Regions from separate parts of the Sus scrofa genome. Here region 2 is linked to region 1. Evidence: chromatin contacts called from public HiChIP or PLAC-seq data. All regions are on one chromosome and are shown on one strand. The core of a region is the stretch at or near the end of the contact, and the rest is flanking DNA. Distances in the headings are between cores, read along the strand shown.

Region 1 (7,032 bases), core at 648-3,147:
TGGCTCTGGCGTAGGCTGGCAGCTACAGCTCCGATTCGACCTCTAGCCTGGGAACCTCCATATGCCGCAGCAGCGGCCCAAGAAATAGCAAAAAGACAAAAAAAAATAAATAAATAAATAATAAAAATAAATAAATAAATAAATTCTAATTCCACAAAAGAAATGGGGGAAAAGTTACATCACTGTTTAAGTCTGAATCCTAACTCGACAAAAGAAATTGGAAAAGTCTTATTACTGTCTTGACTCTGTCACTTTATCCATAAAATGCAAAAGTTATCCCTAAATCATGAAATTTATTCACTTATTTGCTCAATCATTCACCTAATAAATATGGAGTGTCTAAGTCATTTTCCATTCACAGTTATTCTGAGAAGGGGATGATGATAATAAAACCTCTGTAAAATGTAAAGTTCTAGGCAACTTATTTTACTTCCAGTGGTTATTTCATTTCACAGCTCACTAGAACACGTAAAATTATCAAAAACTGCAGCAAGGAAGTACAAGGAAAAACTTCTTGGCACTGAGCTGGTGAAAAAAAAGAAATGAGGAATTCCTTTTTCCAAAGGCCTTAGGTAAAATATGGTCCCTACTCACTGTGGACTCTTCCTCCAAAGGTAAGCCTGCAGGCAGAGCTCTCTTCTGGCAGTCTCAGGATTTCTGAGAATGATCTTGCTCAGAGCCCATTCACAAAATCTAACTGCATTTTCCAAAGTGTCTAGTACTGACTCTGTCACAGTTCATCCTCTTTCAAATCTTATAACATTTCCTGGCCTCAGTTTCCTTACCTGTAAAATGAACAGTTCTGAACTGCTAACTGTTGATGACACAGTAAGCAGGTCACTTGCGTACTAGAGTCTTATCTGCCAGATTTCTAGGACAAGGAGTCAGTACTTAGGCTCGGGCTTGGTACTGAGTTGGGCACAGTCCCTAAGACTCCAGTGTAAATTAGAGGTTACAACTCCAATCAGATCCAATAGCTTCTTTTTATATCAACTGTTTAATGGTGATCCTTTCACTAATTTGATTATGAAAGATAAGCAACTGAGTATGTGAATGCTCTAGACTGGCTACACTGGTGAAAGAAGTGTCAGATGCTCACAACTGGCCTCAAATTTCTGTGACCCAAGACACTGAAAACTGAGGGTTGCATTATATCAATGGTTCTAATTCAGATAGGGTATTGCTGGCTATGGTATGTTTCTCTGAAGTGGTTAAAGTCTCTACATAAAATTCCCAAAACAAACCAAAATCATATCTTCGAGTTGCCTGGTAGTTGCACTCCTAGAAAACTCATTATATATGGGCCTGGCATATTAAATGGTCAATAAATAATCAAGGAGAAAATTTAAAATAATTGAAAGATGAAACATACTTTTATATGTGATTGTAAAGCCCAGGTTATAAAGATTATAAGTTTGTTTTTCATAGGAAGACAGAGAGAGAGAGAGAGAAAGAGTGTGTGTGCGTGTGTGCATGCGTGTGTGTAGGCTGGCATTCCCTGCCCTTAGCTTTCAAATACCCATAGTGACCCCCATCACTGGAGCAACCAAAACCAGCCCTATTAATTCCCAAAACTTCTCCTAGAGGGGCGTACTGCTTCCATTGAGAACCACTTTTCTAGACAGTGAAAATTGCTTATCTAGTGATAGGAAAAAGAAAAAAAGAAAACAAACAAAGAACCCAAAAAGACCACAAAATCCCCCCCCTCAAAAAACAACCACCTAAAAACCAACCAAAAAAACCCAACAACAACATCAACTAAACTCAGTCCCGCCCTTCCTCTTTCTAAGGAAACATGAGACTTCAGAGAAAGACTAGGGATGGGAAAGTCCCCTTTTCTAACCTGGAACAGCGCTTTCTGCCCAGAGACTGATGACGAAGTACCTTGGGCTCAGATTTTTGATTGGACAGTTGAGAAACTAAAATAGAGGGTTAAAAACAGAAAACCCCAGAGTTTACCACCATACAGTAGGTGGGAATAAGGACTGCGATTCCAGGCTTCATGACCTTGGCTCTATTCTTCACTGAGCACTGCTGCCAGCCTGGGCGTGTTCACCATGAGTACCTCCTCCCGCGCCGCCCCCTCCCTCTGCTTCTCCGTTTCTGTCCTTGGCATTTCCTGGCGTCTGGCTCCTTGGCCCTCTTTGCCGGCCCACTGTAGCCAGGCATCTGGGCTCGGTTCGCTCAGGCTTGGTCCCAAGAGGACAGACCACAAGCCACGGAGAAGCTGCAAAGGGGCATGCTGCTGGAGCGCACGCTTACTGCCCTATTCTTCCTGGGTAGCTACCGGGCAGCTCAGGGAGGGACAGGACAAAATATCTATATCACTGAAGAGCTGCTAGGTGCCTGGGTGGAGTCGAGCATGGTGCACACCGCTTTTCAGGGTCCTAGTGTCATCCCAAGGGTTCTCTCAGTCTTGGGCCCAGAGCAGAGGAGGGGTAGGCCAATCACGAGGGTAGTGATCCTACTAGAGGCAGGTGTCTGTGGGATCCAAGAGAAGAAATGCCTGTTAAATAGGTTGGTGCAGCTGGTAGAGCTTTGAGCACTGTACCCTCCTCTGGGCTGCCCTGTTTTATTCTGGAGCTCTACACCTCCTCACCAGGTACTAGTGCTTGTGCCTAAATCCAGATCATCCCTCACCTTTTTTGTGTATCATTACTGTGGCATCTTAGGTGTTTGTTTTGGTTAAAGCTTTATTGAGCTTTATTGAGACATAATTTACGAACCATACAATTCACCTATTTAAAATGTAAAATTCAAGATGACCAACAAGGACCTACTATATAGCACAGGGAACCATACTCAGTATTGAGTATAAGGGAAAATAATCTGAAAAAATATATATGTGTGCGTATATATATATATATGTTTGTAGAACTGAATCAGTGTACTGTATACCTAAAACTAATACACTGTAAGTTAACTACACGTCAAGATTATTTTTCATAAAAAATGTTATTCCCTAATTTCAATTGTTTAGATTTATCATTCTCTTCTCAGTACTTTTTCCATTTATATTCTTATTATAATAATAAATTAGATATTTTCTGATTTAAAAAATTAAAAAATAAAATGTACAATTGAGTGGGTTTCAGTGTTGTGCAACCATTTTCTCAATTTAAGAACATTTTCATCCCCTCAAAAGAAACACTGTACTGATTAGCCATCACTCCCCATTTTCCCTCACATCCTGGCCCTAATGAATCACTAATCTTTCTATCTCTATGGATTTGCTTATTCTTGATCTATAAATGGAATTATATAATATGTGGTCTTTTGTGATCGGCTTCTGTCACTTAATGTTTTAAAAAATCATCCATATTATACCAAGCATCAGCACCTTATTCATTTTAATTGCTAAATAATACTCCATTGTATGATGTATATGGTGTAAAGTCCCCTATTATGATGTTACTGTCAATTGCTCCCTTTATGTCTGTTAATATTTGCTTTATATATTTTGATGCTTCTGTGTCGGGGGAACACTTGTTATTATCTATCTTTTTAATTATAGCCATCCTAGTTGGTGTGAAATGGTATCTAATTATGGCTTTGCTTTGAGTTTCCCTAGTGATAACTAATGATGTGGTTTTTTAATTATATAGTTTTTAAAGTTACAAAATACTTTTTAAAAATTATTTTTATGCAGTGGTTTTGAGATCTTAATCTAGGTCACATGCCCCAAAGTCACAGAGCCTCAACTCAAACCAAATCTCTCTCTGGCAAATGCTTGAACTCCATCCCCTCTTTCCTAGAAAGAATCTAGGATAAAACTCTTCATAACCCTACTTGGTGCCACTGTTAGGGAATCGTGGCAAGATACATGGACTAAATAGTTAATTCCTTTTTTTTCTTAATTGAAGAATTGTTAATTTACAATTTTGTGTTAGTTTCAGGTGGATAGCACATTGACTCAGTTATACATATATATGTAAATGTATATGTATATGTGTGTGTATATATATATGTACACACATATTTTTTCAGATTCTTTTCCCTTATAGATTATTATGAAATATTGAATCTATTTCCTTGTGCTATACAGTAGGTCCTTGTTGGCTACCTATTTAATTTTTTTTTTTTTTGGTTTTTTTTTTTGTTTTTGTTTTTGGTCTTTCTGCTATTTCTTTGGGCCGCTCCTGCGGCATATGGAGGTTCCCAGGCTAGGGGTCCAATCGGAGCTGTAGCCACCGGCCTACGCCAGAGCCACAGCAACGCAGGATCCGAGCCGTGTCTGCAACCTACACCACAGCTCACAGCAACGCTGGATCGTTAACCCACTGAGCAAGGCAGAGACCGAACCCACAACCTCATGGTTCCTAGTCGGATTCATTAACCACTGCGCCACGACGGGAACTCCCCACCTATTTAATTTTTATTTTATTTTTTTATTTTTTGCTTTTTTAGGGCTGTACCTGTGACATATGGAAGTTCCCAGGCTAGGGGTCAAATTGGAGGTATTTTATACATGGTAGTGTGTATATGATAATCCCAAACTCCTAACTTATCCCTTCCCTCCATTTCCCCTTTAGTAACTATAAGTTTGTTTTCTATGTCTCTGAGTTTATTTCTGTCTTATAGATAAGTTCATTTGTATCATTTTTTTTAAGATTCCACATATAAGCGATATCATATATCTGTCTCTGTCTAGCTTACTTCACTTGGTATGATAATCTCTATGTCCATCCATGTTGCTGCAAATGGCATTATTTCATTCTTTTTTATGGCTCAGTAATATCCCAGTGTGTGTATGCGTGTGTGTGTGTGTGTGTGTGTGTGTGTGTGTGTGTGTGTGTGTATTCTTTCTTTGTTTATCTGTTGATGGACATTTAGACTGCCTCCATGTCTTGGCTATTGTAAATAGTACTACAATAAACACGGGTGCATGTATCCTTTTGAATTATAGTTTTCTCTGGATATATACTCAAGAATGGGATTGCAGGATCATATGGTATCTCTATTTTTAGTTTTTTAAGGAACTTCCATACTGTTCTCCATAGCAGCCGTACCATTTTACATTCCCACCAACAATGCAGGGGGGTTCCTTTTTCTCCATACCCTCTCCAGCATTTATTATTTGTAGACTTTTTTTTTTTTTTAGGGCCACACCTATGACATATGGAAGTTTCCAGGATGGAGGAAAAATCAGAGCTGGAACTGCGGCTGCCGGCCTATGCCACAGCAGCACAGAATCCAAGCCGCATATGCAACCTACACCACAGCTCATGGCAACACTGGATCCTTAACCCACTGTGCAAGAACAGGGATTGAACCTGCATCCTCATGGATACTAGTCAGGTTCATTACTGCTGAGCCACAAGGGGAACTCCCTATTATTTGTAGACTTTTTTTTTTTTTTTTTTGGTCTTTTTGCCATTTTCTTGGGCCACTCCCTCAGCATATGGAGGTTCCCAGGCTAGGGGTTGAATCAGAGCTGTAGCTACCGGCCTACACCAGAGCCACAGCAACTTGGGATCCGAGCCACGTCTGCGACCTACACCACCGAATCCTTAACTCACTGAGCAAGGCCAGGGATCGAACCCAAAACCTCATGGTTCCTAGTCAGATTAGTTAACCACTGAGCGATGACAGGAACTCCTATTTGTAGACTTTTTTGATGATGGCCATACTGACCAAAGTGAGGCGACAGACACCTCATTTTAGTTTTGATTTGCATTTCTCTAATGATTAGTGAAGTTGAACATTTTTTCATGTACCCTCAGTAGTTAATTTCTTCTTTGCTATTAGAAACTCAATATAAAGAGTTTTTTAGTTTCTCCATTTTTACTTTGAAAAAAATAAATGTTTTCTTGAGATCCTCATAATGGATCTTGGATAAAGTAATGATCCTTTCCTGGTATTTAATGACTTTGTGCTTCTCTTAGTGTAAGTGCCTGGTGGGCTTCTCCTTCTCCCCACTACCATCAGGGGATGGAATGAGGAGGAACACAAAAATTAGACTTTGTTTAAATGCATAGTTATCAAAAATTTTTGAGTATACATATTTTCTATATATCTCTATATGTTATGCTCTGTCAGTATTATTTTAAATATTACTAATGCTTAACTTTTCTCTCTTTTTTTCAGTTAAAAATTCAAATTGTGTTTTCTCATAAGTGGTTCTCAGAAGACTCACCCTACCCCACTGTGGGAACACAGCAGTTGTGGAGGAAGAGATAGGAATGGAATCAGAATCAGAATTCAAATATCCTGGAAAATCTGGGCTCTAAATTCTTATATGTCAGAGGCTGACTGGGCAGCAGCTGTGAGACACTGAGGACTTTAGCATTCACTGTAAACTTTAGCACACGTCACTTATTTCTCTGAAGATTGGATCCAAAAAGCACAATGAACACAAAAATGTCCTATGGTACCAGGGTCAAGTCCAGATAGACATGAGAATTCCGTACAGCTGGGATAGGGAGCACAATTCCTGAGGTGATCTTGGAAGCAGAATTGTTAGAACTTGGAGAAAGTGATGAAATAGTTAACCTCACTTGTGAATCTCTGGAGCCTGCAGTGATTGACCTAACTCACCATGAGTCCGTTGTGATTACTGAAGAAAGGAGGAGGTCAAGGGGAAACACATGTTTCCAAGGCCAAACTGGCAGCTGTGTGGGCAGTGATAAGGAGGGCTTGATGAGGGACAGAGATGTATATGTGACCAACAGTGCCTACCATAATGCCCTGGAAGAAAAAACTTTAAATGGCTCAGTACCTGGTTATATATGGTATTGAATTTGTAAGTATGGGTACTCAGAGACTGAACTGAGTAAATGACAGAATGTGGCCATATCTTCTGTAGGCAATGCCTGTGTACTTCCCTTAAACATAATACAAATTGCCCAGTTCGTTTGAAAAAAAATCAGCTGCCATCAGTACCACAGCATTTATATATGATGTGTACTATGTTGCTTAGGACAGACAGACACCCTAGCTAGATTTTTCCATGTCCTTATGCAGAAGCTATGGGTTGTTGGCATTCAGTGCACTGAGCTCAAAAAGCCTGATTTGAAAAATTGCTCTCTGGAG
Region 2 (6,871 bases), core at 2,134-4,633, 81 kb before region 1:
AAAAGTGTGGGCCTTCCAAGGGAAACACCTGAGGAAATTCTCAACTGGAGAAAGCGAGGTTAATATATCTTCTCAAAGTCCCTAAAGTGAAAAGTGATCCCTTAGGCAGTCAGAACCCTGAGCTACATAAGGCACAACACTAAAACAGGCTAAGTCCCATTTCTCTTCTACTCTAGTGTTGACAAGAGGTGATTAAATAACGCATAATAGCCAAGGGCTTTTTAAAATGTGCTTGACTACTCTTCATCTATGATGATATAAGCCACATATAACATATATAAATCAAAATCAAACCTGGACATGCATCCCGAAATAAAAAGGTGGTCGTCTGTACAAATTTTTATACTGTAAGCTTACTATGCAGTAGCTAGAACATGATCAACAAATAGAGGAAGAAAACTGGTTAAAACAAACAAAAAAGCTAACACATACATTTTTAACCTCTTATGGGTCCAATTATTCACCTCAAATTAGAGAAGGAAGTGATCCACATACCTGAAATACAAATTTAAGTTAAGAGCAACTGCAGTGTTGGAGGAGCTGACAATCATTATAACATCGAGGTCTTGAGACACTTTCAGTGAAGTAAAGGAAGAAATCGTAGATGGCTCCTGTGGCTGTTCATTACACATATCTTCTTGATGAAGTGCTAAGTCCACATGAGCTACATGTCTGCCATCCACAATGTCAAAAATGTCTTTGAGTAAGAGTTAAAGAAAATGCCAGTCTTAAGTATACCTAACCATTTAAAACACAGGACAAGATAGAGTTACAGACTTTGATGCTCCAACCTTATAGGAATAATAACAGAAGGAAAATGGACACTAACAACCCTGTCACATTAACCAGGTGACTATGAAGTTGGTGAACCAATAAATGATCTGATAGAGAGTTTGCTCAACAATACTTGCTAAATCTCCACCCTGTGCCAGGTCCTGAAACATCTCTAATATTTTCCACTAGTGTTCTACAACAGTGCCGTCCAAAAGAAACATAATGCAAGCCTTATCTGTCATTGTAAATCTCTCAGTAGCCTTATTAAAAAAGTAAAAGGAAGCCAGTGAACCTAATTTTAAGAATTTATTTAACCCAACACATCCAAAATATTATCATCTCTACATGTAATAAATCTTTTAAAAATTGAGGAGTTCCTGCTGTGGCACAGTGGTTTAAGAATCTGACTGCAGGTGCTAAGGTCACTATGGAGGCATGGGTTCAATCCCTGGCCTAGTGCAGTGGGTTACAGGATCTGGCTTTGCTGCAACTGTGGTGTACATTGCAGTTGCTGCTCAGATTCAGTCTCTGGCCTGGAAACTTCCATATGCCTCGGGTGAGGTCATAATTTTTTTTTTTTAATTGTAAAAAATTGAGGTATTTTACATCTTTTTTTCATACAAGTGTTCAAATCTGGTTATTTTAAATTTACAGTCCATCTCAACTTAGACGATGAATTTTCATTGGAAATACCTGGTCTGTATTTAGACTTCAAAAATTAATATTTGAGAACTTGGAACAACCAAAGTTGTTCCAAATATACTCAAAAGCTCTCCAATAACTGAATCAATTCAATTATCAGACTTTAAATCTGATAGTTAAATAAATTAAGAATTCGGTTCTTCAGTCATGCTGGCCAATCTCAAGTGCTCAACAGCAACATATGCCTACTGTGTTGGACAGCACAGTCCTATAACTGTGCTCTGCTGGCAACAAAAATGAAGTTAATCCAATATGCTATAACATTTTTCACAACAGAAATTTTCTTTTTTTCTTTTTTTTTTTTTTGTCTTTTTTAGGGCCAAACCCGAGGCATATGGAGGTTCCCAGGCTAGGAGTCCAATCGGAGCCAGAGCCATAGCAACTCAGGATCCGAGCAGCGTCTGCAATCTACACCACACTCACGGCAAGGCCGGATCCTCAACCCATTGAGCGATGCCAGGGATCGAACCCACAATCTCATGGTTCCTAGTTGGATTAGTTAACCACTGAGCCACGACGGGAACTCCTACAACAGAAATTTTGATACAGGCTATGATATAAGTAAAAGGATGAGCTACTTCTTTGTCTTTTTGTCTTTTCTAGGGCCGCACCCGTGACATATGGAGGTTCCCAGCCTAGGGGTCTAATTAGAGATGCAGCCACCGGCCTACACCAGAGCCACAGCAACTCGGGATCCAAGCCGAATCTGCAAGCTACACCACAGCTTACGGCAATGCGGGATCCTTAACCCACTGAGCGAGGCCAGGGATCAAACCCACAACCTCATGATTCCTAGTCGGTTCTGTTAACCACTGCACCATGACGGGAACTGCAGAAGAACTACTTCTTAAATGCAGAGGTCAAAGTTCCAAAAACATTCAAGGGGTCACTCTTTAAAAAATAATTTTGTTGATGACCTATGAATCTGCTAAATACAAAAAAATCCATGATGCTTTCCAAAAACAAATTAAAAATGGTTATGTAAACTATATTATTGTCTAGCATGATGGAATCATCATTAGAGATAAGAGACATATTACATTCATACATGAAAATGTGTATATCACATCCTAAGCAGTCCTCTAAATCCTTCCTCGGACAAGCACAAAGTAGGTATTTGGTAAGAAGATTCTGAATAAAAAGGTAATGTAGAACACACACAATTTAAAAACAACATTTGGCTGCAGAAGACGATTAAGACTATAAAACCAATGTATACTTATAATCTGAAAAACATTTGAATGGAATATAAAGCAATGTAACTAGTATTTTAAGTTCATGAACATCTTTTTCCCTGAAAGCATTACTGAAAAGCTAACAATTCTACCTATAGTCCAGTCCCTAAACCTAAAAGCCTACAAGGCCCATCTTTATAGGTATTCTCCTCCCCGACCTATAAACACCTTTACCAACAAGGATACAGATCCAGCCTAAACTACTCAAAACAAAAAGAATTCCTCTGCAGAGCTGTGTGTCAATAATCCTGTCCACCGTCTGTGCAGGTAAGGGTAATGTGAAACAGCTGAGTACCCTAATGTCAGCATTTCTTTCAGGAAATATAATGTGTAGGACGATACATTTGTTGATGAATAATAATGATCTGTTACTGTGAAATGACAGAATTCTCAAAGATAATAAAGATATACCTATAAAACAAAAGAATATTGTATCAAACTCATTGGTTATAATTTTACAATTTGTAAATATGATTCTGTTAACATAACACAAACAGGTAAAATAAAAAAGAACAGACATTTGACTAAGCCCAACTCTAGGCAATTATTGATCAAACTCACTTAAGTAAATGGTCATTGGAAAGTAGGTAAGGGGATAAATAAAGATGACCTATGATGTCTCTGTGCCTTCTGTTTATGGCCAGAGTGTGGCAGCACACCAGAAGATTTAAAAAGACTACTAACACACACGACCCCAAAAGAACAATCATAGACTCTTTATAAAAAGGAAAAGACGGAGTCGTGGCACAGTAGTTAACGAATCTGAGTAGGAACCACGAGGTTGCAGGCTCGATCCCTGGCCTTGCTCAGTGGGTTAAGGATCCAGCGTTGTTGTGAGCTGTGGTGTAGGCCGCAGACACGGCTCAGATCCAGCATTGCTGTGGCTCTGGCATAGGATGGCAGCTACAGCTCTGATTGGACCGCTAGCCTGGGAACCTCCATATGCCACAAGTGCCGCCCTAGAAAAGAAAAAAAAAAAAAAAAAAAGGAAAAGAAGGAACCTTATAACCAAGGTGGCAAAGATACTACTGCCTTAAAAATAAAGGCCTGACTGCTTTGATTTTTGCTGCCTTCAGCCTTCAGGATGGGATATAGCAAACAGCTCTGTCTCACTCTCACACTGTCCAACAGAAACACAATGTGCGCCACCAAATATGAGCCCACGTGTAATTTTAAATTTTCTAGTAACTGCATTTAAAAAAATAAACAGGTTAAACTGATTTTAATATATATTATTTACCCCATAGTCAAAATATCAGATCAACATGTAATAACTCAAAAACTTTTAAATACTAATTCTTCAAATCTGGAATGTATTTGACATGCAAAGGACATATTAATTCATATTAACTACATTAAGGGCTTAGTAGCCTCATGTAGCTAGGTGCCTACTGTATGGGACAAGGGAGATTATCCCTTTCTGATTTCATCTCTGTAAGAACTTTTCCTGAAATATATAAAATTATATGGATTCAAACATGCTAAAAGACCACTTGCAAATACTTACTGACATTTTGATCTCCAATGAGCTTTTGCAATGTCTCCTCACTATAGCTATACAAAACGGTTGCATCACATCTTCCATCTTTCAAATTAAACTCATAGATGAGCAGTTCATAATTTTCACTAAGAGCAAGCAGTCTGGGCTTGTCTGTTGGTGTCCCACTGTTATGAGAATCCTCCCATACAAACCTAAGGAAAAAGTACAGACTATTTATCATATTCTATACCCACATTAATATTTACCCACAGTGGTGAGGGTAAACGGACAGGACGAGTAGAGAACAACTCTTTAGTTTACCTAATAGCATTTATTCTATATACAACCTAAGGGAATGTAAACTGCCCTAGGATTTCCTGTCCCTTTCCCTTTCCTCCTTTCCCTTCTTCACCTCTTTCCCCGCAGCCTCCTTCACTGAAAAACAAGAATATAGAAGTGGGTGGTAAAAAGGTGGCAAGGAACAAGAAATGGTGGCTGTTTTATTTCTTCATCCTAAATCCTGACAATGACATGTTTAAAGGAATTTGTCATGATCAAGCATAAGTTCCAACCACCAAATACTTGTATTATTTATAAGAGGTGGTGCTAAAAACTAACAAAAAAAATTTTTTTTTTTTTTTTGGTCTTTTTGCCTTTTCTAGGGCCACTCCCGAGACGGGAACTCCCTAACAATATGTTTTGTTCATTTAAATGCTTTCAATGATTTTTTTTTAAAGTGATTATTTATATTCAGAAACTTTGAAGACTTAAATAGCACAGTAAGAAGCTCTGCCCAACAAAAACTTTGTGATAATGGAAGTGTCCTTCATATCTGCACTGTCCAACAGCCACATGTGGCCAGTGAGCACTTGAAAGTGGGTAGTGCAACTGAGAAACTAATAGCTAATGGCTAACATGCTGGACAGGCCATTACAGAATATTTTAAGTATTATAATATCAAAATAGGAGTTCCCGCCGTGGCTCAGTGGTTAACGAACCCAACTAGGAACCATGAGGTTTCGGGTTCGATCCCTGACCTTGCTCAATGGGTTAAGGATCCGGCGTTGCCTTGAGCTGTGATGTAGGTTGCAAACATGGCTCGGATCCCTCGTTGCTGTGGCTCTGGTATAGGCCGGCAGCTGTAGCTCCGATTAGACCCCTAGCCTGAGAACCTCCATATGCCGCGAGTGGGGCCCTAGAAAAGACCAAAAAAAAAAAAAAAAAAACCCAACAACCAATATGGCTAACAAGGATGGAAAAAGACTAATGATGCTACAACTTCAGATTAAATAATGAAATAAAGTTACTCTAAGGAGTTCCCATTATAGCTCAGTGGGTTACCAACAGCTAGAATCCATGAGGATGCAGGTTCAATCCCTGGCCTCGATCAGTGGGTTTAGGATCTGGTGTTGCTGTGAGCTATGGTGTAGGTTGCAGCAGAGGCTCAGATCCCGCATTGCTGTGGCCATGGCGTGGGCCAGCAACTGCAGATCTGATTCAACCCCTAGCTTCAGAAGTTCCATATGTCAAAGGTTTGGCCCTAAAAATACAAAAATAAATAAAGTTACTTTAAAAAAAAAATAAAAGTGCCCCAAATCTAAAAACAATGCAATGGAATGAGATTGAGACCACCATGCTGAAAAAGCTACATCTTTTTAAAAAAGTTTTTTTCTACAGAAGTAGTAAGTTGTTTTTTCTAGAAACAGTGGACTTGGTGGTATTGTTATTATTAGAGAAGAATATTGACACTTTCTATTTGTCTTTATATTTAAATTGATAATGTTTCATAAATAGTCAATTCCTGTTTACTCAGAAAACCTGAAAAATCTCAATGTCAAATACTGAAAAAATTAAACAAATTAAGATATATTTAAAAGACAGAATACTATAAACCCAGTGATATAACTTGCATATAGAACTACACTGACACGTGGAAAAACAAGATTTTCAGTGAAATGACTATAGAGTGTACAGTGATTTCAACAGTATACAAAGGACCTTATATTCCTTGAGAAAATTAGGATGCAAATTCTGCACACTATAAACCTGTCATTATTTCTACCCTTTTAAGTATTTTAACTGAATTAAAATTTAATTCAACTAAAAAAAACTAAAAAGAAGCCCTCTTGATCCTCCCTCACTCTAATTTTATATAATAGTTTATGAAAGCCCCCATTATTTCATATGTGTTCTGCTTATCTTCTATTAGGTTCTCAAACACCTAGAGTTCTTCTGCCTCATTCTTTACAGGGCTGTGGTCATAGGTACTTAACATTGTTCAATAAACTAACTTCCAGTAAGGAAAGCGTTCTTTCCTAGCAATTAGAGATCAGGAATAAGGAAGACAAACATGAAACAGGCTAAAGCATTTACTGATTTTACAAACGAATCTCTACTGTCAGTCACTGTTATAGGATCTGGAGACTCCAGGGTAAGAATCTTCCCTGGCTACTAAGCCGTAAACAGAATATTTCTAACATGTTTTCTGTTATTAGAAAGAGTCCACTAGAAGAGTCAGGAGGTACTCTCGAACTTAATGATGTACAGTGTGGAAAGTAATACATGATTGAAATTATGTCTCTTTTCTCCCAACCATACAACCTCACATAGAAGAACTGTCTCATTACACTTTTTAGGCACTGCTACTAGCTAACGAACAAAAAGCTCATGAGAATCTGTT

Evidence for each region. HiChIP or PLAC-seq counts read pairs in DNA pulled down with a chosen protein or histone mark.
Region 2: an H3K27ac HiChIP or PLAC-seq map of alveolar macrophages shows a contact between it and region 1. The contact joins two enhancer-like sites. A contact is called at or near these places in 2 of 5 promoter capture datasets (fetal liver and liver), 21 of 47 Hi-C or Micro-C datasets (alveolar macrophages, blood, embryonic fibroblasts and 10 more) and 2 of 2 datasets of contacts at active chromatin or transcription factors (alveolar macrophages and skeletal muscle).

What each region holds. Positions count from the first base shown.
Region 1 is chr1:126,820,211-126,827,242 of Sscrofa11.1, reverse strand. No RefSeq gene overlaps it. Among named protein-coding and RNA genes, the nearest start is that of B2M, 20 kb to the left of the region's middle. Within about 2 kb of position 1,897, at least 55 of the 83 cell types and tissues checked have an H3K27ac peak or open chromatin away from gene starts, as enhancers often do. A contact at or near this core is called in alveolar macrophages, where this site is marked.
Region 2 is chr1:126,902,868-126,909,738 of Sscrofa11.1, reverse strand. It overlaps SPG11 (spatacsin), which reads right to left. Exons shown (of 53, transcript XR_002345138.1): 16 at 4,219-4,403; 17 at 2,898-3,122; 18 at 496-697. Among named protein-coding and RNA genes, the nearest start is that of SPG11, 16 kb to the right of the region's middle. Within about 2 kb of position 3,383, at least 2 of the 83 cell types and tissues checked have an H3K27ac peak or open chromatin away from gene starts, as enhancers often do. A contact at or near this core is called in alveolar macrophages, where this site is marked.